Linked DNA regions of Mus musculus: all the other regions are linked to region 2. The links are chromatin contacts, called in public HiChIP or PLAC-seq and promoter capture Hi-C maps. All regions are on one chromosome and are shown on one strand. The core of a region is the stretch at or near the end of the contact, and the rest is flanking DNA. Distances in the headings are between cores, read along the strand shown.

Region 1 (5,289 bases), core at 226-2,725, 390 kb after region 2:
TGGAACTCACTCAGTAGACCAGGCTGACTTGAACTCACAGAGATCTTCCTGCTTCTGCCTCCTGAGGGCTGGGATTAAAGGCATGCACCACCATCTCCAGGTGCAATCCTAACTTCTGAAACACATCCATCCACTAGGCATTCGTTGTCAGGGTAATGCAAAGGGGTCGTGTCTGTGAGATCCTTCACAGCACCTCCTGAGTTCACAGAAAATGGTTAATGGCCAAAAATATCAGCTTGCAGGCATAGAAGTGGGCCTTTTAGGAGGCTGGCCTATGGCTATCGATTTTTCCAAACTTATGACTGATTCTCTTAATTTGGCTCCAAACCTTGTTGGGTCTCTGTATTTCCTAGTTATCCTTTGGAATCTCTGCTCCCACAGACTTCAGTTGTTTTTGGTTTTAGGATCTTCCCTATCCTCATCCTGATCCTGAGAGGGTTCAACTCTGGAAAACAGTTCCTGACACTCCTCTTAAGAAACAGAATGACTTTGAGACATTGATGTATCTCCCCCGCCTCCCCACAGGGTTTCTCTGTGTAGCCCTGACTGTCTTCGAACTCATTCACTCTGTAGATTAGGCTGGCCTCCAACTCAGGAAAAGGCTCAAGACATTCTGACCTGTTATTAAGTGGGTAGACTTTTGGGTGCAAATCCTTTCTTTGAAAACATATCCCAGGCCTATTTTAACAAAAGACACCCCCAGAAAAGGAGCGTTGTAGACCTGCTTTATTATCACCTCTCCACGCATGGAGACAAATCCCCTCCTCTCTGCACACATTCTCCATTGCTCCCTTTCACAAACACCTTGATCTGACAACTCTTGGAAGCCGGGTGTTACTCTATTCTACTTCCAGAGGAAGAAACTTCCCCAGGCTCGGGGTCACTGCTGAGCCTGGGACAGCGTCTCCTCCCGTTTGTCCTGAGACCTCACCCTCCAGGAGTCGGCAACGCTGGTGGAAGATGTAGCAGGGTTCTTCCTTGTACAGAGTCTGTTCGTGGATCGGGGCGGCACGGTGGAAGCGTGGGTCATTCCAGCCGCGCTCCCACGGCGGGAAGATCGGCCTCGCCAGCCACGGGACGAAGTGCTTCTTGCCCTCGTAGGTAATGGGCTCCAGACCGGGGATCTCGTACACCCTGTCCAGGGGGCGAGGCTCGGGCTTCCGCGTGGAGCGCACGCCCCACTCATACGCCCCACGTTTCGGAGTCCCGTAACCTCCGAGGCCGAGCCTTCCAGAGCCAGCGAGTGCCCGCAGAGCGGGCCCGGACGCCAAGGCCATACCGACTCCGTTTCTACAAAACCTCTACCTGGACGCCGCCATCTTTGCCCGTGCAGGGACTGCTGGGAGCCAAAGGGGCGGAGCGCAATGACGGGTTTTTGCGAATGACAGACACTTCACCCAATCACAATTAGAATATGCTTGCTTTGTCCCCGCCCCTCAGGCAGTTCCCATCCTTATTGGTGGAACCTGGAAGGTGCTCTTTGCTTGGGGTTTCTGAAGTGCCACACGTGAAGAAACTTGCTGGTAGGTAGGTGAGCGCGGTGGTGGAGCTCGCGGCCGGCGCGGAGGAGCGTAGGGACCTCAGATCTGTACTTTGCACGCCTTTGACCCTTAGGCATTTAGAACGTGAGAGGGCCCGGTCTCCTCGCTGTAAAATTAGGAGTTAAAATGCCTTAGCGGGTCCGACGCCTCATGAGTTCTGGAACTGCCATCCTTTCCGCCCTTCTCAGCGTTGCCCACACTTTCCTGGCTGCGGCTTCCCAGAGCCTGCGAGTGGCCCGGGTACCTCTTTCTATGCCAGCTTGGCGGCCGACTGCTGGCACTGCGGCTCGCCCGGCGCCGAACGCGAGTTACTTTTGCTCTGCTGCTGCTAAGTTTTCCGATTCCCGGAGGCGGGTCCAGTGCACTGGCTTCTGGCAGGCTCGCTGCGGGGGTCAGAGTGAGGACTGTGCTAAGTAAGCATCGGGTGGGCATAGGTTGAGGGACCACCGAGTGAGTACATGAGTGCACGACGTGAACGGTGGCAACACACACATGCTTCCTGTCCCTTAGGTCTTTTCTCTTGTTTGACCACTGTCAGAGTTGCATTGTTTAGTGACCGGCCCGTGAACTCTCCCTGGCTTCTAGAGCAGTTGCGTGACACACACTTTAGGTTAACAAATGAATACATAGTAGAACAAATAAGGTGCTTGGTAATGACAAGGGGAACACTTGAGAAGGTCTCTGAGAGGAGATGACCTTTCAGCCAAGGCCTGAAGAGTAGGGATAAGCATCCAGGGCGAGGCTGCAACAGGGATTGTGCCTCCCAGATGGGAAGGAACTTCATCTTTAAAATTGTGCATGAAGTGGCCACCTTGTCTACCAGTTTCCAAAACGACTGAGACAATAGGACTATTTAACCCCCATGAATGCAAAAGAGGCAGAGGACAATATGACTAACACTCAGACTACCCAGCAGTTTACAGTTAAAGCATTTTCATTTGTCTTAGTACATCTCCTTCCCAAATGCTAAGAGTAATTGCCATAAAGAGAGGCACCATTCACTCAGTTATCTGATGCACAGTACAGATGGAGTGACTGGATGAGTATAACACCGTGCTAGGTCTTAACAAGGACAGGGACCGTGTCCTGTGCCTTCTGCCTTACAACACCAAATCCTGTACCCAGCTCCCGGACTATAGAGGGAACGAACACTCACCAGGCCATGGGAGCTTCCTGTATGCCAGGTGTTTGGCAGAATACAGAAAGAGTGAGACACCAACTTCATTCTCACTGGTGGCCCAGCCTCAGAAACACACCAAAGTCAAAGAGCTCCTGCACAGTAGGAGAGGCCTTCTGAATCCAAATTCCCCGCCTCTGCTTAGATTTACACACACACAAAACCCCAATAGTTATAAGCAGTAAGCATGCCCCCAAATGACAGCAGATCCTCTGGTTAAGCCATCCCTGTCCCTATAGCCTGGTGGGCCTTGGGGAGAGTGTGAGAGAGAGAACAGAGTACAACCCCCACATCTTCTTTCTCCCAGGCGGACAGCAAAGAGAGGCCTGGCTTATTCACTTGTGTCCTCCCCCCTCCCACCCCCTATTGCCCAAGCCCCACTGACAATGGCTGAGACGGAGGAGGAGGAGGATTCTGAGGCTTGGCTGCGGTTGAAGCCTGTGGAGCCCTTGCCCTCCCAGTGCTGCGGCAGTGGCTGCTCGCCCTGTGTTTTTGACCTCTACTACCGAGACCTGGAAAGATGGGAAACAGCCCGAGCCAGAAATGACAGGAGCCTGCTGAGTGGGAAGCAACCACCTGAGAGCCAGGTGAGGAGTCCAGAGTGGCCATATCTATCTGGCCCTGCCCCGCCCTGCCCTGCTCAGTGCCCCTGCTATGGGAAGCCTTCCCTGACTAGTCAGTGGTGAGAAAGAAGTCCTTATAATGGAAGCAAATAGATCCAAGGACCTGAAATCAGCCTGTTAGCTATGTGGATATAGTCTAAGTCCCTTAACCTTGTGCCTTTATTTTGCCATCTATAAAATGGACCAAGTTATTTGTAATGTTTAACGCCAAACCTAATGATTATTTCACTCAACAGATATCCATTGAATACCTGTTATACACCAGGCCCTATAAGCCAATGAGGATTTGTGAGTGAGCAAGGCATAGTCCTTGCCCTCAAAAGAGCACACTAACTTGGTACGATACAGACAGGTAAATAGGGCGTGTTGCTGTTACTCTGGAGCCCAATGGCTTTCTCTTCCCTTTCTAAGCCTTCGTTCATTTTACAGTAGTTCTGTTCAGTATGTAGTGGCTCTGTAATCACCTGTGGTAACAGAAAATTACGCGGTATTACAAAATTTGGTAAGTCTTACAAAACAGCTCTTTTTTTCTCTCTCTCTCTCTTTGGATTTTCAAGATAGGATTTCTCTGTATAGCCCCGGCTATCTTGGAACTCCCCTCTGTAGGCTGGCCTCAAACTTAGAAATCCACCTGCCTCTGCCTTCTGAGTGCTGGGATTAAAGGTGTGCGACACCGCCACGCAAAACAGCATATTTCAATCTAATAATTTTATCTTTTAAATTGTAATGAAGTAATAATAATTTACTAATTTCCCTAGTAATTTACATTTTGGAAATGCATACACAAAATTGGGTGTGGTGGCGTACTCTTTTAATCCCAGCACTTAGAAGCTAGAGGCCGGAGAATCAAAGACTCAAAGCCAACCTTGGCCAACTAGGAGTGAGGTCAGTCTGAGCTACATGAGACCCTGTCTCAGAGGCAGGGGGTGAGGAGACAACAGGCAAGCAGGCAAGCTGGGTGGTAGCCGTGGTATTCAGAGAAGGCTTCCCATAGAAGACACAGGGAGGGCTTGGGATGTTAGGGGCAATGAGCATGAATTTGAGTCCCTGCTCACGGTTGACTGTTAGATTTCCACTAGGGACTTCTCAGGCCATGCTCACCTGCTGCAGCCTTTCTCTCTCTACCCTCACAGCTTCTGTGATGGCTGTCAGGTGTCAGGCAGGCTCCATACTGTGACTGTCTGTGACTCTAATTCTCACATCCCCAAAGGAAGTTTACTGAGGATCCTAATCAGGGCTACATATTATGGACGCAGGTTAACTGAGGGATGGACCTTTCTCCCTTCTCCTGCCTCCTGGGAATCAGACAACCTGACTGCCACTGGGTATCATGGCCTACTCATCAGCTACAAGACCTGAGACCTCCCTTTTCTCTCTGAAGCCTGTAAGAGGAACCCCCACTTAGCTTCATGAGCCTGAGCCTTCTTTGGAACTCCCGCCATAATATCTGCCTCTGCTGTTAATAACTCTGTTCTCAGAAGGACAGTCTACCCCAGCATTCCTCCTGAAATCCAAAACCTGAGACGTTTCAGGCCTCAGCGTCCCCATATGTGATACAAGGATGTTAGACTGGATCGTCTCTAAGGCGCCCTCAGTTTTTCAACTCTCTAGCTCTGGAACTGACTAGATCTGAAGGATGAGCAGGTGTTTTGTACAGGGGATACACTATGAACAATAAAGACCTTGAGGTAGGTGTGCAATGACAGGTGGCTTTGGGAGGGGGAATGAAAGCCTAAGGTCTGGTCTCTGGCAAATAAAATGAAGCTTGTAGTTGTCTGCTGCACCCTCGAATGTAGGCTAAGGAGCCTGGGCTTGGTCCTACAGTTGTGGGGAGCTACAGAAAGCTTACAAGAAGAGTAAACTCCATGTACTATGTATGCTGTAGATCAAGAGGAAGCCAGGGCCAACTCTCTGTCACATCAGGAGATGACGCTCATCGAAATCAGGG
Region 2 (6,092 bases), core at 3,165-5,664:
CATCAAAATGCTTCCAAATGTCACAGCATTGACAGAGACAATTCCTGAGCAAGGTTCAGGAGTCAGAACAGTGAACATGCTCTGGACAAACACAGTCATGCTCATCTAGTCCTAAAGAGTACGCAGCATCCAGCAGGCCGGAGGAAAAAATGCCCAGTGTCACCAGCGACTAGAAACTAAAGTCAACCCAAAACCGGTGAGGATGTGGGAAAGAACAGTGCTGTGGGACTGTGGTAGGCAATCTATTTTGGTTGAATAGGGCTTGTTCCAGTGACCCAGTAAAGATCTCAAGGGACAGGAAAGCGAGCCACATTCCAAGAATCAGGTGCCTGAAACCACAGAGCCCCCAACTCCATAATTCTGTGACTATCAGTCACGCAGACAATGTCCCAAGCTTCTGGCATTCTGGCTAGACTCCACCCCCACAGTTACCTGTCTAAAGCCAGGTATGCTCCTCCCCACAGTTACCTGATAGCCCAGCCCACTATAAGAGGGGCTACTTGGCCCCTCCTCACTCTCTTTAGCCCTCACCTTTCTTACTCTCTAGCCTTCCTTTTCTCTTTCCCTCGACCCCCTCCATGTGGCCATGGCCAGCCTCTCTTTCTACCTTCTCTTTCTCCCTGCCTTTCTACAATAAAGCTCTAAAACCATAGACTGTCTCTGATCACTAAGGCCCACCTTGCTTGAATGATGAGATGGGCTTTCTCCTAACAAGCCGCATCTAACCTCCCGCCAGAAGGCCTTCCTGCGCTGCAGCCACAGACTGGATCAAGGACTCTCGCCCGAGTGGGAACCATCAAATGCCCTCTCCCCCTGCCCTCTCCTCCCTTCAGCCCCAGGGCCCCTATTCTGTTCTTAGCTCCTATGCCGTATTCAGCGTGGAATGCTGGAGGCTGGAAACCTGGTACCTAGGGCTGCCCTTTGTCCACCACCCGCTGGGTGGGGTCAGTGGCTTCACACAGCCAGATACCCACCTGGGGGCTTCGTGGAAAGTGTGCGGCAGTCCTCCCGGAACTGTGGTGGGACGCATGTTCTCTCCCCTCTTTTCCCCACACCCACCGCCCCGCACAATGTCAGGTGCACTGGAGAGTATACTGCGAACAACAGGGCATACTGTGAACAACAGGGTTCTTCTAGAAATTATCCTCAGAAACACTTGACCAACGTGTGAGGATCGGTGAAGAAGCAAGCTAACTGAGTTATCTCCCACTGGTATGGTGGTTTGAGAAATAGTTCCATTACATTGTCTAGGCTGAATTCAAACTCAAGTAATCCCCCTGCATCATTCTCCAGGTAGCTGAGATTTACAGGTCCTAGACACTCACAAAAGCACTCAGAACACAGAGTATATAATGAAAGCTGTAAAGCAAAGAGATGGATTTAAAAACAAAGCAGAGGAAAAGCCCTGCGCTACCAAGCCACACTACACAAGGACAAAGGCACCGAGGGCCTCTGCAATGGGAGTGGAGGCAGACTGCAAGGCCATCAGACTTCCAGCCGCCGCCTTACCCTCCACTACTGACAGAAGCCAGCACCGCCAAGCTGGTGGGGGACTCGGGGTTTATTTCAGGCAGACACAAAACCACAATGTCTGGACTGGAGCCCCTGAGCACAGTGGTGGTTCAGTAAGGAAGAACTAAGCCATTCTCTCACTCGGTACTGAGAGCACCAGCAGCCACAATCTCCAAACAATAGAAAAGAGCACAAAGAATTAAGAAAGGGACCAATTTAAGAAATTTCCTAGATCCGCTTGCCTCTGCCTCCCAGAGGTGCTTGTTGTACACGCATGAGGACCTGATTCAACCCCTAGTCCCTACATAAAATGCTAGTTGTAACACCATATGCTTGGGAGGAGTAGAGGCAAATGGATTCTCAGGGCTTGTTGGCCAGCCCGCTTAACTTCCTCAGAAAGCTCCAGGCCAATGAGAGACTGCCTCTAAAAACAAGGTAGATGGCTCCTGAGAATGACAGGTTAACCTCTACCCTGCACGCATGTGTGTGCATACACGTTTGCGCACGCACACATGCACACACATACAAGAGAGCTAACTGAGCCATGATTACATACCGAGATAGTACTGTGCTGCTGCCCGGTTGGTATACAGGACAGCATTCAAATCAGGGTCTGCACACTTCTTCTTCAACCCTTCACTGTATGAAAGCACAGCTTTCTTATAGTCTTTTTCTTTAAAGTAGTCATTGCCCTCATCTTTATAGGTCTTGGCTTGCTCTGCAAAGAAGAGGAAGGAAGCAGCGTGTCATACCTTTTAGAAAGCTCACTGGAAACCTCTATCATGCAGTAATGTAATATTGCACAGGTTAGGTTTTGTCAGCTTGACACAAGCTAAAGTCATCCGGGAAGAGGGAGCCTCAAACAAAAACTGCCTCCATTTTGATTAATGATTGACACAGGAGGGCCCATCCCACTGTGGGCAGTACGACTCCTGGGCAGGTGTTCCTGGGTTATATAAAAAACTAGCTGAGCAGTGCAAGGAGAGCAACCCAGTAAGCAGCACTCCACAGTCTCTGTCACAGCTCCTGCCTCTCAGTTCCCGCTTGAGTTCACATCCTTCAGTGAGGGACGGGCTAGAACCTAAATAAACCCTCTCTTCCCCACATTCATTTTGGTCAGTCTTCTAGCACAGCAAAACAAAGACTAACACATACACAATAAAGCAAAGAGATGGAACTGACAGAGGAAGAAAAATCCAAATTAATGGTATGATAAAATTGGCATCAATATAGAACACAAGGCCATGCAAACTTAATGCCATAACCACTTCCAAAAAATTATGAGGTAATGTTACTAAGTGCTTTTTAATTTCTGGTTTGGTTTGGTTTTTGGTTGGTGTTTATATGTTTGTTTGTTTGTTTGTTTGTTTTTGAGACAGGGTTTCTCTGTAGCCCTGGCTGTCTTGGAAATCGCTCTGTATACCAGGCTGGCCTTGCACTCAGAGATCTGCCTGCCTGCTTGCCTGCTTGCCTGCCTGCCTGCCTGCCTGCCTGCCTGCCTGGGGTCAAAGGCATGCATGGCCACCATCCAGCTATAAGTGCTGTTTTAAAAAGGGGAATTAAAGATGGTCTAGAGAAATGGCTAAACAGGTAAAGGCACTGGCCCCTAAGCTTGACAACCTGAGCTTGACCTGAGGAACATGTGAAATGGTAAGAAAGAATCCACCTCACAAGGCTAGCCACTGATCTCTGTAAGTATGTACACACGTATACACACACACAAACAGTTTTACGAAGGGGGGATATAGCTCACTTACCCAGCATATGTGAGATTCTGGGTTCAATTTCCAGATACACATACACACACACACATTTATCTCAGTTTTTGAAGGACTTTAATTTCTATTGAGAAAATTACACTGCTCCTTTTCTTACATTGTGTCATTCACTGAAAAGCAATCCCCCTCCTCTCTCTGGTACTACAGTAGTGGTGGACCTCGTGGCACTCATCACACACCCTTCCTGATTTGTTAGGGCAATCAGGCTTTTCATCCAAGTCAGGCCTCTGGGGCTTGGAACTGTACACATTTACTTAGAAGGCATCCAAAGGAGAATGTGTGGAGTCAACACTGACATGTTAGCCATAATACTTTCGCTCAACTCAACAAGGACACAAAAGAAGTGCTGGGTGACAGTAAGATACCTTCTGGATATCGATCATCATCAAAAATCATCGACTGGAGGCAGGCCAAGTCAGGAAACTCCTCGGGGTCAATTTCTGATGGCGCTTTTTTCATAAATAGGGGAATCTTGTCAAATTCCTAGAATTTAAAAGAACAATTAGCGTTGTCTACTGATTAGATCCAATCCCAGGACACGACATCATAAAGTTTTTTCCTCGCTGAGCATGATATGCAAATCCTAAGGATTGGCTGGAGCTAGACATCCAGTTTCTCAGGTGTTAAATGTGGGATCCTGATTTCCAACGCTCTCCATGGGTGGTAGCAATCACCTTCAACTAGGCGCTGTCGCGTTCCTGACCACCTTCACCATCTCCTTTCAAGTTTACCCTAACCTGGGTGCTGCAGTAAAACAACTAAGGGACCCCTGGTAGTAGAGCCTGGTGGTGGTGTGTGACAGGACTGCCTGCAAAACCCCCGTGGTCTTAAACGCAGTCAACTTATACGCAAAACCTCGAGGCGGACGGTTTCTACCAGTGACCAAGCCTCGAGGACCAAGCTCCTACCCCAGAAGCCCCCGGCGCCGCCCACCTCCTCCCACTGATCCTCGCGGAAGCCGCCGCGGTAAGGCTGGCTCTGAAACTTTTCCAGGAACGCGTCCATGGAAGCGTCCTCTGTAGGCTCAGGCTCAGAACTCTCCATGGCAGCTCGCAACTTCGGCGCTTCAGTCCCGGGACCAAGAAACGCGCCGCTCCTTCCGGCGGCAGGGATGCCCTTCCTTTTGCAGTCCGGGCTGCGCGAGGCTATGCCTCTCGGGTTCCGCCGGCCTGGGGGCGTGGCCTGCCTGGAGGTGTGGCCTGACTCCGCGCTTTCCCTCTCGCCCAGCCCCACCCATCCATTGCAGAGTTTGCCTGGCCTCTAGTCTCCTCGCTTTGGGGCGTGGTTAGGTTAACTCCCTTTTGTATCTAAACTCTTCATCTCCACTCTCCAACCCTGATGCTTTTATGTCTTTTCTATAAATGTTCTCAAAAGATGACTTCGTAGCCAGGCCACATGATATTTGTCTGTAATCCTAGCACTTAGGTTTAATAGGAGAACCATAAGTTCAAGACCAGTCTAGACTATATAGCAAGACCCTATTTCAAACAAAACAAAACTTTTGAGCATACAAATACTTTTTTTTTCTTCACGCAGCACAAGGTTTGAGGTCCCCATACACCCCTACAACCTATAACTACATGTGAAACTCCATGTGGCTTACCCTACAAGGATGGGTGCCCAGCCTGCCTGCTCACCTCATGGATACTACAACAACAGAGGTCTTCACAGATACCCCCATAGGCCCATGGGAAAATTACCCCGAGATGTATGCCCACAGGTAGAATCCTTGGGCTGTGATTATTGACACATTCACCACTACTGACTAGTAACAGGTTCTTGTTCAGTACAGCTGCATTGATCTTTCGCCCCACCAGCCTTGCCCCGGGGTCCCTACATCCCACGAAGAGTTTTCTGAAGTTGACATCTGCTCATATATCTCTCTTCTCAGCACCCCCACCATGCCTCCCCACTGCCCCTACCTCCTCAGCAGTCTCCATGGCCTTAGGACCTGGCCCTTGCATCTCTCCTCTTTTTCCAGGTTCCCTCTCACTGGGACTTTGAAGAGGGTCCCATGTACCTGAGGGTACCTTTGCACCCACAGATGACCAGATGTGGTCATCTTTCCAAACCTCCTTGAGAAGTCTCTTGTCTGGCAAGTCATTCCAGCGGACACACACAACCTCTGGATACCACAGTCCCCATGCTTCCCGCTGAGCTCATCTCTGAAAAATTTCAACCCGGGAACCATTTGGATGTGGGGGCTGTCCTGCCTGTAATGTCCTGTAAGGCATTTAACAGTGTGCCTGACACCCGCTCTTTACCCAACAGCTGTTAGTAACATTGACACTGTCAGGTGGCAACACCAAATATGTCTCTGGATATTTTTGCATTAGTGTTAGGCAAACCGGATGACGAGTCAAGGGTGAGACTCGGCGACCAGGGTTCCCGAATATGCATGACGTCATAGGTGGGAAGTCGCCTCACTCCCTTTCCCCAAGAGCCACCCAAATCATCACCCTTCTGCTCTTATCACCAGGGAAGGGAAAACTGAGATGTCCAGGTGACCCCCTGAGTGGCTTTGGTCAACGCACTTAACTACTCTGAGCCTCAGTCTCCCGTTATATAAAGTGAACAAAACAGACCGCACGCATCTGTAAATGTGAAGTGAATCAGCACAAGGGGGCCATGCTCTTTTCTCAGACTTGTCAGAGTGAGGGCTCCGCAGGGGCTCTACGGGGGCTCCACGGGGGTTCCACGGGGGCTCCAGGGGGGCTCCACGGGGGCTCCACAGGGACTGGGGGAACTCTCGTGAGGAAGCCATCTGGATGGAAAGGTTGACCACATAGCGTTTACAGGGAC
Region 3 (5,490 bases), core at 2,275-4,774, 410 kb after region 2:
AAGACCTTCTTCCAGGAACAGGCCAGGTTCTGGAACGTGCAAACCTTCTTTGTCCTCAGTCAGGTGAGCCCAGGGTGGGGACCTCTCCCCTAACGAACTGCATTCCCTTTGTGCTGTCCTGAGAACTGGCTGTAGGCTCTGTGCCCTGTGCTATGTTAGTAACCCCAGCTGCTCTGTGTGGAATGTAGGCCTCCCCAAGTCCATCATACAGAGGAGGAAGCAGGCTTACAGAGGTGCTGGACCAAGGGGGAGCCAGGACTGGGCCTGTATGCCTCACACTCCTGAGCTTGTAGCTGCTGCCTTCAGCTGTGTCCCATCCATCCCCTGCGATCACTTGTGTGGAGTCAAAGCATCAGCAGTCCTGTTCACACCGTCACGGCTAAGAATGTGGGCTCACATACGCCATAGGGCCCAGCATGAGGCTGGGGCCTGAGCAAGGGCTTCATGGAGACTGGCTGGGCAGTGCCTTAGTGAGGTCCCTGCCACCTCCACCTGTTCCTCCACACAGCTGCAGAACAGCTACTGTCAGACTCAACGAGCTGTAAGTTCTCTAGCTCTAAGCCACCCCATGTCCTGCTCTCTGTGTCCCCATCGCCCCAACTCTCACCATAGCATGGCATATCTCAGACCAGGCCTTCCATTACCATTGTCTGCTTTCTAGGGGGTCTAATCTCACTGCTTCCTGTACTTCTTCGGTTGGGGTTCCCTGCTGCCCTATTTCCTTTTGCTTGAGGGTCAACTTTATATACTGCAGATACCCCCTCCTCAATTTCCTTTATGAGAAAATTCTGAAAACTCTCTGACAGCTTATATGATCCTCAACCAAATGGCTGGGGCTAGGAAACTGGATTGCTGTCCCCTCTAGAGCTTTGTAGATTCAGAGTCTACAGATCTGTCCACTGATGGAAAGCTCTTTGAAATGCACATGGGAGGGTATGTTTGGTGAACATTAACAACAGCAGAAAGTGCCTAAGGCAGGGCATAAAACAGAAGGCTGGTGTGAAGCAGAGGGGAAGAGGGAAGGCCACATGCCCTACAAAAGCCTGGTCCAGGAAGGGAAACAGGGCACAGGCACCCAGCAAACTCCTTGCCCTGGCTGCTGCCTGGCCCTCTTTCCCTCGGTCCTCAACCACATGAGAGATGCCAGGACCACAAATGAAGGTGAGACACTCCCTTGCCCTAGGGGCACGCACCTGTCTACAGGGACAGCTGGTTCTGCTGTGTCTTAGTTGCCTTCTATTGATAATAAAGCCCATGACCAGAAGCAGCTTGAGAAAGAGCAGGATTGCGTCAAGCCTTCGTCTAGTCCATCTGGAATGGAAGTCATGGCAGAAGCTGAAACCTGAAAACAGGAAGCAAAGCAGAGCCCATGAAGGAATGCTTCTCCCAGCTTGTTTGGTTTACTTCCTTGTATAGTCCAGGGCTCTCTGCTCAGGGATGGCACCACCACAGTGAGCCAGACCCTTCCACATCAGTTGCCAATTAAGAAAATGGGTTGGCATGATGGTACACACCTTTAATCCCAGCACTTGAGAGACCAGAGCAGTCAGATCTCTATGAGTTTGAGGTCAGCCTGGTCTACATAGTAAGTTCTAAGTTCTAGGCTAGCCAAAGCTATACAAAAGTGAGACCCTGTCGTGTGTGTGTGTGTGTGTGTGTGTGTGTGTGTGTGAGAGAGAGAGAGAGAGAGAGAGAGAGAGAGAGAGAGAGAGAGAGAGAGTGAGAGAGAGAGAGAGAGAGAGAGAGAGAAAGGGGGGACGGGGAGGGAAGGGGAGAAGGAGAGAGATTGAGTTCAGAGCACTTCAGTCCCCACTACAGTCTCATGAGGTTTGTACTGCTGTCCTGTCTTTCGCAGATGGGGAACCTGAGGTAACAAGGTAACAGCAATAGAGCTGGGTACCAGCTCAGCTGGTCCTGCACAGAGACCATTGTCTTAGTCCATTGGGATAGTACACATGCATGCTGGCCAGCATGTAGGGCAAGTGGGCTCAGGAATGCTGCAAGAAAGAGGTGGCACTTGAGCCTGGACTGGGGCTGGAAAGTTATTTGAAAGTTCACTTCCGGCCCTGCCAGGCTTTGATGATGCTGAAGGTTGGGCAGGGGAATGGGCCGGCTGGCTCAACAGCAGGAGTAAGGGTGACTATGGTAGCTCTACTCCTCCACATGCGCTCAGCACAGCTTGCCCCTTTCCCTTGCCTGAGCCTGGCAGCACTCCCTCTACTTCCTCAGCTGTCCGTCCTCCTGCGCTGCCTTGCTCCTAGCCCTTTGCTGGCACCTACTGTTCTCAGGACTTCCCAAGCCCAGTGGCCTCATGACCTTGACAGCTCCATCTCCTGGCCTTCCCTCCTCAATGCTGGGTCCTGGTGTCACTGGCAAGCTTGCAGGTACAACTGTGCTGTGCTTTTCTTGTGCTAGCCTTTGTTCCTGCTGTCCCCTGCCATGTGTGCTTGTTCCCTCCCTTTCCCAGTGTCTACCCACCCTTCCTGGATCTGCCGATGGGAAGTCCATCCCTGGGTGCTGCTATTGCTCCTGCTGTCACAGCACCTACCTACCTGCCATTGTTTAAGGGCTCTGCCTCACTGAGGAGTCCCCAGACTCGGTGCATCTTGGGGTGCACAATTCCGTAGGGCCAGTGGAACCAAGGGCGTGGGGAGAACTAGGAAGTGGGAAGGAGAGATGGGCCAGTGAGGTCTCCTGGCTCTACCCTTGAGGTTCCACGAGAATGGGAGAGTGTTTGGGGGAGGGTAGGAAGAGCCAGGTCACCAGAGAGTGCTCCTTAACAGCCCTAGGGGACCTGGAAGTCATCCAGATGCCTTGAAGTGAGGCTACAAGGCCTGAAAGCACCTGGGGCACTAGGAGCTCCTTGGCCTTCCCAGGGCTGTGTTCTTCCTCTGGCCAGCAGGACCATGGCTCTCCATAGGCTAGGCCTTCATCTCTTAGCTCAGAGACTCAGAACTCAGCATGATGGTGGCCGTGGAGGTAGGAGCAGCTTTTGGTGAAGGGTTTCTCCCATGTACTGCAGTGGCAGAAAAGAGCTGGCTAGGTGAACGTCTGGAACCCCCAGGAGTCATCGCTGCTCTCTCCTGTCTTCCCAGGAGGTCTCCCCAGAACAGCTTCCCTGGAGCTACCGTGACAAGACCCATTTTGGCCGCCTGGGCCAGGAGCTGGTTGCTGAACTGGTGGCCTGCTGCCGGAGAAAGCCGTTTACCTTAGTCTGTGGCTCACCTGCATTTAATGAGGACATGGCTAGGTGTTTGCTGTCTGCTGGCCTGACTGAGGACTCCTACTTCCTCTTCTAGCCCTGGCCTTGGGCCTTAATCAGGGGTACAGAGAGGAGCCCAGATCAGAGTCAGAAGACATGGAGTCCAGGCCTGGCCCTGCTGCTGACTTACCCAGAGACCTTGGGCAAATGTCATCACCATGGAACTTCCCTTCCTGTCTGCTGCGTCCTGCTGTATGGAGGGAGGCCAGCAGTTGTCAGGGAGTCAGGGAAGACTGCTCCAAGGGAGCCAAGCAAGTGGAGTCCTACTGAGCTCAGGCTGGTGGGGGTTGGGTAGGACAAGGGGTGAGGAGTCTCTTGTCCTCCCAGAGCCCATCAGTGCTGGGAAAATGACTTGGGGAAGCTCAGAGCTCTGGGAGGACCTTAACTTCTGTGCCTCCTGTGGGGTGGACCTGACTTGCTGAAGGCCTGGAGTCTAAGACCTGACCATGTTCTCAGATCAAGGCACTGCCCTGAATCATCTCTGTATCCATGACAAGTCTTTCCTGCCATGATCAGCCTCACGCTCAGTTTCTTTCCTGGCTCAGGAGGCCAGCTCAGAGTCCTTTTCCCACAAAAGAAGAGGAACAGAGGCAAATGCCCCTCCCTCCTGCAGGCAGCCACATAGCCCGTGCCTTCAGCTCTCGGTGCCCTGGCGACGGTTGCTATGGAGATCTAAAGATAGAGCAGGAGTCAGGAGACCTGGGTCCCTCTCCCAGCTCTGCCCACTGAGTGGCTGCTGATCCAGGTCCACCCAGCCCCCACCTCCACCTCCTCTATCCTGAACGGGGCATGCCCTCTCCAGGGAGCTCACTGCCCCTGGGCATCATGTTGACTTAATGAATTCTGCTTTCCACAGCCTGGGCCCCAGTGTGCTGCGCCAGCACAGGCCAGATACAGGCAGTCCCAGACTTCTGATGCTCAGCAGTGGAATGTTAGAAGCTGGGAGCCAGGAGCCTTTAGGATTAGGCATTTATAACTATGGAGTTGCACTCTCCTCACCTCCCCCAACCCCCATAGCAGAGCTCAGATGCCAGAGAACCCTGTCCAGCAGACTCAGTGTACAAATGGGTGAACCAAGGCCCATGAGTGACTCACCCAAGGTGAGTCTGAGACAGCCCTCCCTACAAGCTCCCCATCACCCCCCCCACACACACACACACACACACACACCTGTGGTTGTACACCATGCTTTTCAAACTGTGCTCCACAGGCCACTGGGGAACCTTGCCTGGATGGCAGCAGTAAAGGTGGCTGGAGGGATCCCCAGGTCCCCTTCAATCACAGAGGTCTGTTTTTAACCTCATCTTCATGGGGCATAGAGGAATTTTTGTCAAAATTGCCTTTTCTACCCCACCCTGAAAAATCACAACAAAGAAACCCCTGTTCACTGCATAGCCATGGGGAACAGCTGGGTGATGGGAAGCCTGCATGTTGCACCCCAGGGGCTTGGGACCTCTGTCGGGGTTCTACAGGGCATTCATTAGGTGTGACTTCTCAGAACCAAGTGGGCAAATTAAAGCTGCATGAACATTGGTCAGGACACTTTGTTTTGTCTGGCCCAGGTCCTCAGCCTCGGGGTCGTTGTTCTTTAGAGTCTCAGGCTCAGAACAGTGTGACAAAACTGAGAGCCAGAGCTCCCAAACAGGGTGCATGGGCTCTCCTTGCCCAGCCTGTGACTTGGGGCAAGACACATGTCATCTATCCCGGCCTCTGAGAACTTCACCAGTGTGCCTTGGTGGGTCTTAGTGGCAGTCTTCATGGATGCCCCTGGGGGACTTGAAGCTCAACTGTCCAAGGAAATAGCAGCAACGTGCTAGGCACAGCCTTTCCACTGGAGAGCTCCAGCCAAGGCAAGGATTAGCTAGCATACCTCTGAAAGGGGTGAATATTAGAGAAATGGTGTTCACAGTGCAAGAGAGTGGTGAGCAGGGCTTGAGCCTGTAGGAAAGACAGGGACACTCCCCAACCCCGACCATAGAAGCTTCAAAAGCAATGCTTATACTCATTCCTTACAGGGTCAGGGAGGACCCGCTTAAGGGGAGAAGCCTAGGGCAATTCCCCTAGGCCTCTCTCTGTACCATTTTAGGTATTTGATGCCTAGACAGATTAGGCCACTCAGAGGCAACTGACATCCCCTGTCCTGGGTGGGTTGCCTTCCTCTTCACCTCCCTCAGTGTAGAAGCTGAGCAGCCTGGCTACTAGTGGGATTGGTTATCCTGAATATTGGC
Region 4 (6,048 bases), core at 1,065-3,564, 460 kb after region 2:
ATGAGCAACAGTGGCCCTCCCTTCTCGAGCCAGCAACCTGCCCCCTCTCCCCCTCCCCCCCACCCTGGGGTAGCAAAAGCAACACTCCTGGACAGATCCAGCTAGGCAGGAGAAATGAGCAGGGGTGAAGAACTACAAGCCCCCTATCACTCATCTCAGACCAGGGAACACTTGCAATGCAGACAGCATCCTCCCTGACCCTTCCATCCTTGCTTTGCAAACAATCCCTTTCCCTTTCCTTCCCACATTCTCTCCCTCTCTCTGCTTCCACACACCAGTTTACAGTCTTCCTCCAGCCTTGCTATCTTTTTCAGGTTCTGTGTATGTGTTTGCGTGTGTTTTGGGACAGGATCTTACTATGTAGCCCTGGCTATCTTGGAACTCACTATGTAGAACAGGCTGGTCTGCCTCTGCTTCCAAAGTGCTAGGATAAAAGGTGTGTGCCACCAACCTGGCCTCCCTCCAGTTCTCATCCCACCATGAACTTTACCAGCTGCCTCCTTTCTACCCCATTTACTCTGTCCACGCTCTTTCCCTTTTCCTGCTCCAACCTCCTCTTTCCTCCCCTCCTCCCCGCCCCCACCCCCCTTTTGGAGACAGAGTCTTGTTATATAGCTCCAACTGGTTTGGTACTTGCTACATAGCCCAAAGTGGCCTCAAACGCATAGCAATCCTTCTGTCTCAGACCCCTGAGTGCTGGGATTACAGGCAGGAGCCATCATGCTCAGTTCTGTAGTATGCTTCATGGGGGAAACTATGCCTCTTGTTTTAGTACATCTCAGTTTATTATTACTTTTTAAAGAGCAAGTACCATTTACATAATCATCCAAGCAGACACATGTAGATGTATTTCATTGAAAATCTTCACGTATGCATTTTTCTTCTTACAGCAGTAAGTCACTGCAAGAGAAATTTCATTATGCATCTTCAACAGAGGCTGTATTCAAATGAACCCCGAGGTGCAGGGAGGCTTCAGGCCAGCTCCTCATTAGAGGCCTCAGCATGGGGGCTCAGGAGCCCCTCCCCGAAGGTCTTCCAGGGAGAGCTGAAAGGCTCAGATAAGTGAGCGGTGGCAAGCAGGGCTGGTCGCAGGCTCCAGTGGGCTCACCCCTGGGGTAGAGCAAAGAGAGCAGACGGGAGTTCTGAGAGGCTTCGGAGCTGTCTAAACTCAGGGGGCTGGAACCGCGTGAGGAGCAGCGGTAATTGAGTTTCAGTTACCTGCAGGGTGGCGAAATAAAGTGGTAACTTCATCTGCTGACATGGGGGAGTTTAGAGGTGTCCTTGGCAAGCTCACAGTGAAACCTGTCACCCTTCCATTGTGCTGGGTGATGGTGACTGGATGGCACTTCCCAGTGACAGCCCCGTTCATCCCGTCAGGCAGCGCCAGCGCAAGGCAGCTAATGAAGCCGCCCCCACAGGCCTATCTCCCAGGGCTCCCCACGTTCTGTCTGAAGGAATGGCACCATGGGAATATCCAGCACAGCCAACATCCGCATCACCCAAACTCAAAAGAGGCTTTGAATGGTGGCGCGAGGCCCGGTGCTGGGCCCGTCCCCGGGTCACTTTTTGTGGGTCTGTACAAACGTGCCGACCGGCAGCGCTCCGCTCTTCACCTGCTCCCGGATCTCAGCTCGGTGCTTTAATGTGAAGACCAGAGCGCGTACCGTCCTCCGGTAGGGCCCGTTAATGAGCCGGGAGCAGAGATGAAACGTTTCCCGCTCAATATTTTCAACCAGTAGGTGATCCATCTGAAAAACAGCAAAATTATCAAATTAGGGCCTTGCGTTGCATAAGGATTAAAGCAAGAGAGGCTGGCGCTCTCTGCTCTGGGGCTTCCATTAATCAACTGAAATTCAAGGACATCTACTTCCTGTCACAAGAGAAACAGGAAGAGCAAATTAATTCCACCCTGGCAATTAAGGAACAAGGCCATGTGCTTTGTGACAGGGACCTCATTCACAGCCCCTGCCGGGTGGTAATATTTGCCATTATAACAGGAAACCGGCACCAGGCCCTGTGCTTTACCAACCAGGAAGCGGGGGCCCAAGGATAATAAATCAGAGTGACGATGCGTACCTCTTTGTTTTAAACGTGCCTTTTAACTTCATATAACATCTTAGATGTGCTGGTCTGGACCCTGGGATGCTTACAGAGCAGTTTATAAATCATGCTCATGTTTAATATTCGTAACTGATTATCACGTTTTACATCTGAGGAGGAGTTTCACAACTGAAGGGGCAGGGCTGGACACAGCCTGACTCCAGAGTTCAAGCATTCTTCCCTTCAGCAGAGACACTCCTTGGCTGAGTCTGGATGGGGAAGCCAACCGGACAGGGTCTCTAACAGTGCGGGTGATCTGCCCCAGGTCCAGGCCAGGCCGAGGTCATAGACCTAATCAAGGGCAGCCTCTGTGGCTGGTCAGGGACTTCCAACCAAGCCCACTTTTCCAGGCCCACCTCCTAGTAGCCAGGGCTGCCTTTCCCTAGGAATCACTCTGCTGGTTTATGTCAATTTAACACCAGGTAGTCATCTGAAGGAGGGAGCTTTAACTGAAAATGTCTGCGGAAGGTCAGGCTGCAGGCAAGTCCGTATGGCCTGCCTGCCTGCCTGCCTGCCTGCCTGTCTCTCTCCCGCCCTCCCTTCCTCCCTCCCTCCTTTTTTGTTTTTTAAAGAAAGGGTTTCTCTGTGTAGCTCTGGCTGTCCTGGAACTCATTCTGTAGACCAGGCTGGGCTCACACTCAGATCTGCCTTCCTCTGCCTCTGCCTCCCAAATGCTGGGATTAAAGAAAGGCATATGCCACCACACCTGGCTGTAGAGCATTTTCTTATTTTGTGGTAAGGCCTAGTCCACTGTGGGTAGTACCACTCTGGGTTGGTGGTCCTAGGTTCTGTAAGAAAGCAGGGTGAACAAGCCAGGGGAGGCAAGCCAGTAAGCAGCACCCCTCCATGGCCTCTGTGTCTCCTGCCTCTGGGTTCCTGCCCTGCTTGAATTCTTGCCTTGGCTTCCCTAAGTGAACTGTAATTCAGGGTGTTTCATCACAGCAACAGTAATCCTAACCAAGACACTCTGCTATGTTGGTATGTCAAGTTTAAGCAACCCCTACTCCAACACACACACACACACACACACACACACACACACACACACACACACACACAGGGAAAATAAAAAAACCTTAGTGCAAAGACTGAGAGTTCTTTAGGCTGCAACAATGTCCTCAGCGTTCCTTGATCACTGTCACAATACACTGCAGTTCCCCTGGTAAAACATCCTTCCAAATTGGAATCCTATTTACTTATGTACTGACTGGTGCTGGACACTGAACTGGGAACCTTACACGTGCTAGGCACAGGCTCCAGCACTGAGTTGTAGTCACAGCCCAGACCAGTTCATTTCTCTCTCTTCAGCCCTTCTTAGGCACTTAGTGTGGCCACGACACCCGGCTCAGTAAGAGTTTCTATTGCTGTGACAAACACCGAGACCAAAGCAACTTGGACGAGGAAAGCGTTTATTTGGCTTAGGCTTCCACATCATTGCTCATCATCAAAGGAAGTCAGGAACCTGGAGGCAGAAGCTGGTGCAGAGACCATGGAGGAGTGCTGCTTACTGGCTTGCACGCCCGTCTTCCTTCTATCACCCAGGATGAAATCCATTAGTTACCAAATGCTAAGGTTTGCTTAGCTTCATGTGCAAGGAAGCTTTTATAAAAAGGGGGCGTGGTTATCAAAGGAAGAGGGCATGCTTCTGTTTCCACAACAGGTCACAGCCATGCCATGGGAATGAAGTACACACACACACACACACACACACACACACACACGCACATTCAGATAGCTTTGACATTCAGATAGCTGGACCCTCATATATGCACCATTCAGCAGTCACTACTCTCTCAGGTCTGATCTGGGGGATCCAGCGCAAAAGATCCTATTCTCCTCTGGACACTCACAGCATAGAAAGATGGCACGTTCTCAGACATCATGGCGGTAGTGCCTTTGATCCCAGCACTCAGGAGGCAGAGGTAAGCAGATCTCTGAGTTTGAGGCCACCAGCCTGGTCTACACAGTGAGTTCCAAGACAGCCAAGGCTACACAGAGAAACCCCTGTCTAGAAAATACCACCACCACCATCAGAGAGCAAGAGAAGAGAGGCTATGTAACATATATAGATAACGTAGGGCATCATAGATAACCACAGGGCATGAGCGCCAGGCACAGTGGTGTATATCCTAACTCTTAGGAGACCAAGGCAAGACAAGCCAGTTCAAGACTAGCCTGAGCTTTAGAGGAAGATCATGTCAAATATAAGCAAACAAAGCAAAGGGTGGACCTGGGGCAGCATGGCCAGGGCTGTGCTGGAGTGTAACGGACAACAGGCGCACCTAGGAGTTCTCATGCTTCCTGCTAAGTCCAGGGCAGTCGGAGTAAAGACAGAGATGCATACAAAGTGCCACATACAAAGCCCCGCTGTTTAGATAGCTTCCCTGCATGAATGAAAGCTACTTTTGACTGATCCAAACCCGTTCAGTGTTGATTCTGTTCCAGCGGGTCCTAACTTGGTGCTTTAGGTGACAGACGGGTGCTTCTGAGTCTCTTTGGGACCCTGAGAAAGAGGGATCTTTCTGTGAGGTGTATCTGCTGACTGGGTGGGAATGGGAACAAGACCCACCACACCCCCCAACCAAACCTGAGGCAGTTACTGGGTGCAGTCACCAGATCCTGTCTTTGTAACAGAGATCATGGTCTCTGTGCTGGTTGGTTCTTTGTGGGTTTGACACAAGCTGGAGTCATCTAGGACGAGGGAACCTCGGCTGAGGGAACGCCTCCATCAGACTGGGACGTGTGAGCCAAAGAAACCCGTTCCTCTGCAAGCTGCTCTGCACCATGGTGTCTATCACAGCTACAGGAGGCAGACGAGACAGCCTGTCCCACTGGGCTCTGCTTCCTGTCCTGAGCCACGCTCACCACCAACTCTTACTGCTTAGTTCTCTCTCCCCATTCTGCATATTCTCTCACCACAACTTGCACTTCCTTGTAAGACCCCCCAAACCCTAATCCCAGACTAGAAAGGGGATGGCACCTAGCACAGATAACCAGGGGTTGATATGGCCAGGTGTGGTGGTCACCCTCATAACCGCGCCTTCTGTTTCAACACTTGTGCTGTTTTCTTTTTTCTTTTACTTTCTTTTACTTTCTTTTTTTGTTTGTTTTTTTCGAGACAGGGTTTCTCTGTATAGCCCTGGCTGTCCTGGAACTGTATAGACCAGGCTGGCCTTAAACTCAGAAATTCACCTGCCTCTGCCTCCCAAGTGCACCACCACGGCCTGGCTTGTGCTGTTTTCTTAGTTTTCTTAGGATGGAGAAGCTGACTTGCTGCTGTTATCTACTGGTGCCTGTAGGCGGACCGTGTATTACTCAGTTGTCTAATTCTGGACCAACTGGCCAGAGCTGGGGGAACACAGCGAGCTGTGTCTCAGAGGAGTGGGCTTGGTAAGACATGGCTCCACACTCAATCACCATGTCTGTGAACTCTCTTGACCTTACCTCTGTGCGAAGACTCCACAAGCTGCTCTAACTGTGTGTTTATTCCCCAGCAGACAGTGAGCACCTCTGGGCTGACCTCGTACACAAGACTCACTTCCTAGTTTTCTGTGCCCAGCGCAGATGTAGGTGCATAGTACGTGCTTGACAAATACCTGTTGAGTGAATATTGTTTCTCCCCGTTCACACTTCCCCTTTCTCATAGCAGATAAAATGTAAATTAGAGTTCCATTTTGTTTTCTAGTTCATAAAATCCTACTCCTCTTATAACAGCGGGCTCACCTGACATCTTTTTCATGAAACCTCGAGTTCCCAGATCATACTGTTGTGTGTGCACACCAACTGCTCCCAAGGGTCACTCTTTCTGCAAGCCTTATAGTTCTATTTGTCACTCACAAGCTCTAAGCCAGGGGAGGGGAGCTTTTTAGAACAGGGAGGCAATTCTTCAGGCTTGTATGATCCCCTGGCACCTAGCAGATCCCATATCTGTTGATCTGTATATTCATC

What was found. Promoter capture Hi-C pulls out the DNA fragments that hold promoters and counts their contacts. HiChIP or PLAC-seq counts read pairs in DNA pulled down with a chosen protein or histone mark.
Region 1: a promoter capture Hi-C map of erythroid cells shows a contact between it and region 2, with 5 times the contacts expected there. The contact joins the promoter of Cyb5rl here to the promoter of Ttc4 in region 2. A contact is called at or near these places in 16 of 39 promoter capture datasets (the 3T3-L1 cell line, the C10 cell line, the HPC-7 cell line and 10 more), 1 of 115 datasets of contacts at active chromatin or transcription factors (bone marrow-derived macrophages) and 3 of 9 other capture datasets (adipose tissue, liver and pancreatic islet).
Region 3: a promoter capture Hi-C map of cranial neural crest shows a contact between it and region 2. The contact joins the enhancer-like site here to the promoter of Ttc4 in region 2. A contact is called at or near these places in 9 of 39 promoter capture datasets (the 3T3-L1 cell line, cranial neural crest, embryonic stem cells and 4 more) and 3 of 9 other capture datasets (embryonic stem cells, liver and pancreatic islet).
Region 4: a contact with region 2 is called in an H3K4me3 HiChIP or PLAC-seq map of bone marrow-derived macrophages, with 3 times the contacts expected there. The contact joins the enhancer-like site here to the promoter of Ttc4 in region 2. A contact is called at or near these places in 8 of 39 promoter capture datasets (the 3T3-L1 cell line, the C10 cell line, cranial neural crest and 4 more), 4 of 115 datasets of contacts at active chromatin or transcription factors (astrocytes, bone marrow-derived macrophages, embryonic basal ganglia and 1 more) and 2 of 9 other capture datasets (embryonic stem cells and macrophages).

What each region holds. Positions count from the first base shown.
Region 1 is chr4:107,065,519-107,070,807 of GRCm38.p6, forward strand. Cyb5rl (cytochrome b5 reductase-like) reads left to right here and starts at 1,476. Exons shown (of 7, transcript NM_001346552.2): 1 at 1,476-1,527; 2 at 3,094-3,305. The coding sequence starts at 3,105. It overlaps Mrpl37 (mitochondrial ribosomal protein L37), which reads right to left and starts at 1,348. Exons shown (of 7, transcript NM_025500.2): 1 at 932-1,348. The coding sequence starts at 1,277.
Region 2 is chr4:106,674,530-106,680,621 of GRCm38.p6, forward strand. Ttc4 (tetratricopeptide repeat domain 4) reads right to left here and starts at 4,415. Exons shown (of 10, transcript NM_028209.2): 1 at 4,224-4,415; 2 at 3,656-3,773; 3 at 2,069-2,230. The coding sequence starts at 4,334. Mroh7 (maestro heat-like repeat family member 7) reads right to left here. Exons shown (of 24, transcript NM_001126487.1): 24 at 5,888-6,092.
Region 3 is chr4:107,081,032-107,086,521 of GRCm38.p6, forward strand. It overlaps Cyb5rl (cytochrome b5 reductase-like), which reads left to right. Exons shown (of 7, transcript NM_001346552.2): 6 at 1-63; 7 at 3,096-5,490. The coding sequence ends at 3,299. Among named protein-coding and RNA genes, the nearest start is that of Cdcp2, 13 kb to the right of the region's middle. Within about 2 kb of position 3,525, at least 94 of the 459 cell types and tissues checked have an H3K27ac peak or open chromatin away from gene starts, as enhancers often do. A contact at or near this core is called in hippocampal neurons and pancreatic islet, where this site is marked.
Region 4 is chr4:107,138,052-107,144,099 of GRCm38.p6, forward strand. It overlaps Tceanc2 (transcription elongation factor A (SII) N-terminal and central domain containing 2), which reads right to left. Exons shown (of 5, transcript NM_025617.2): 5 at 1-1,748. The coding sequence ends at 1,560. Among named protein-coding and RNA genes, the nearest start is that of Tceanc2, 37 kb to the right of the region's middle. Within about 2 kb of position 2,315, at least 44 of the 459 cell types and tissues checked have an H3K27ac peak or open chromatin away from gene starts, as enhancers often do. A contact at or near this core is called in bone marrow-derived macrophages, where this site is marked.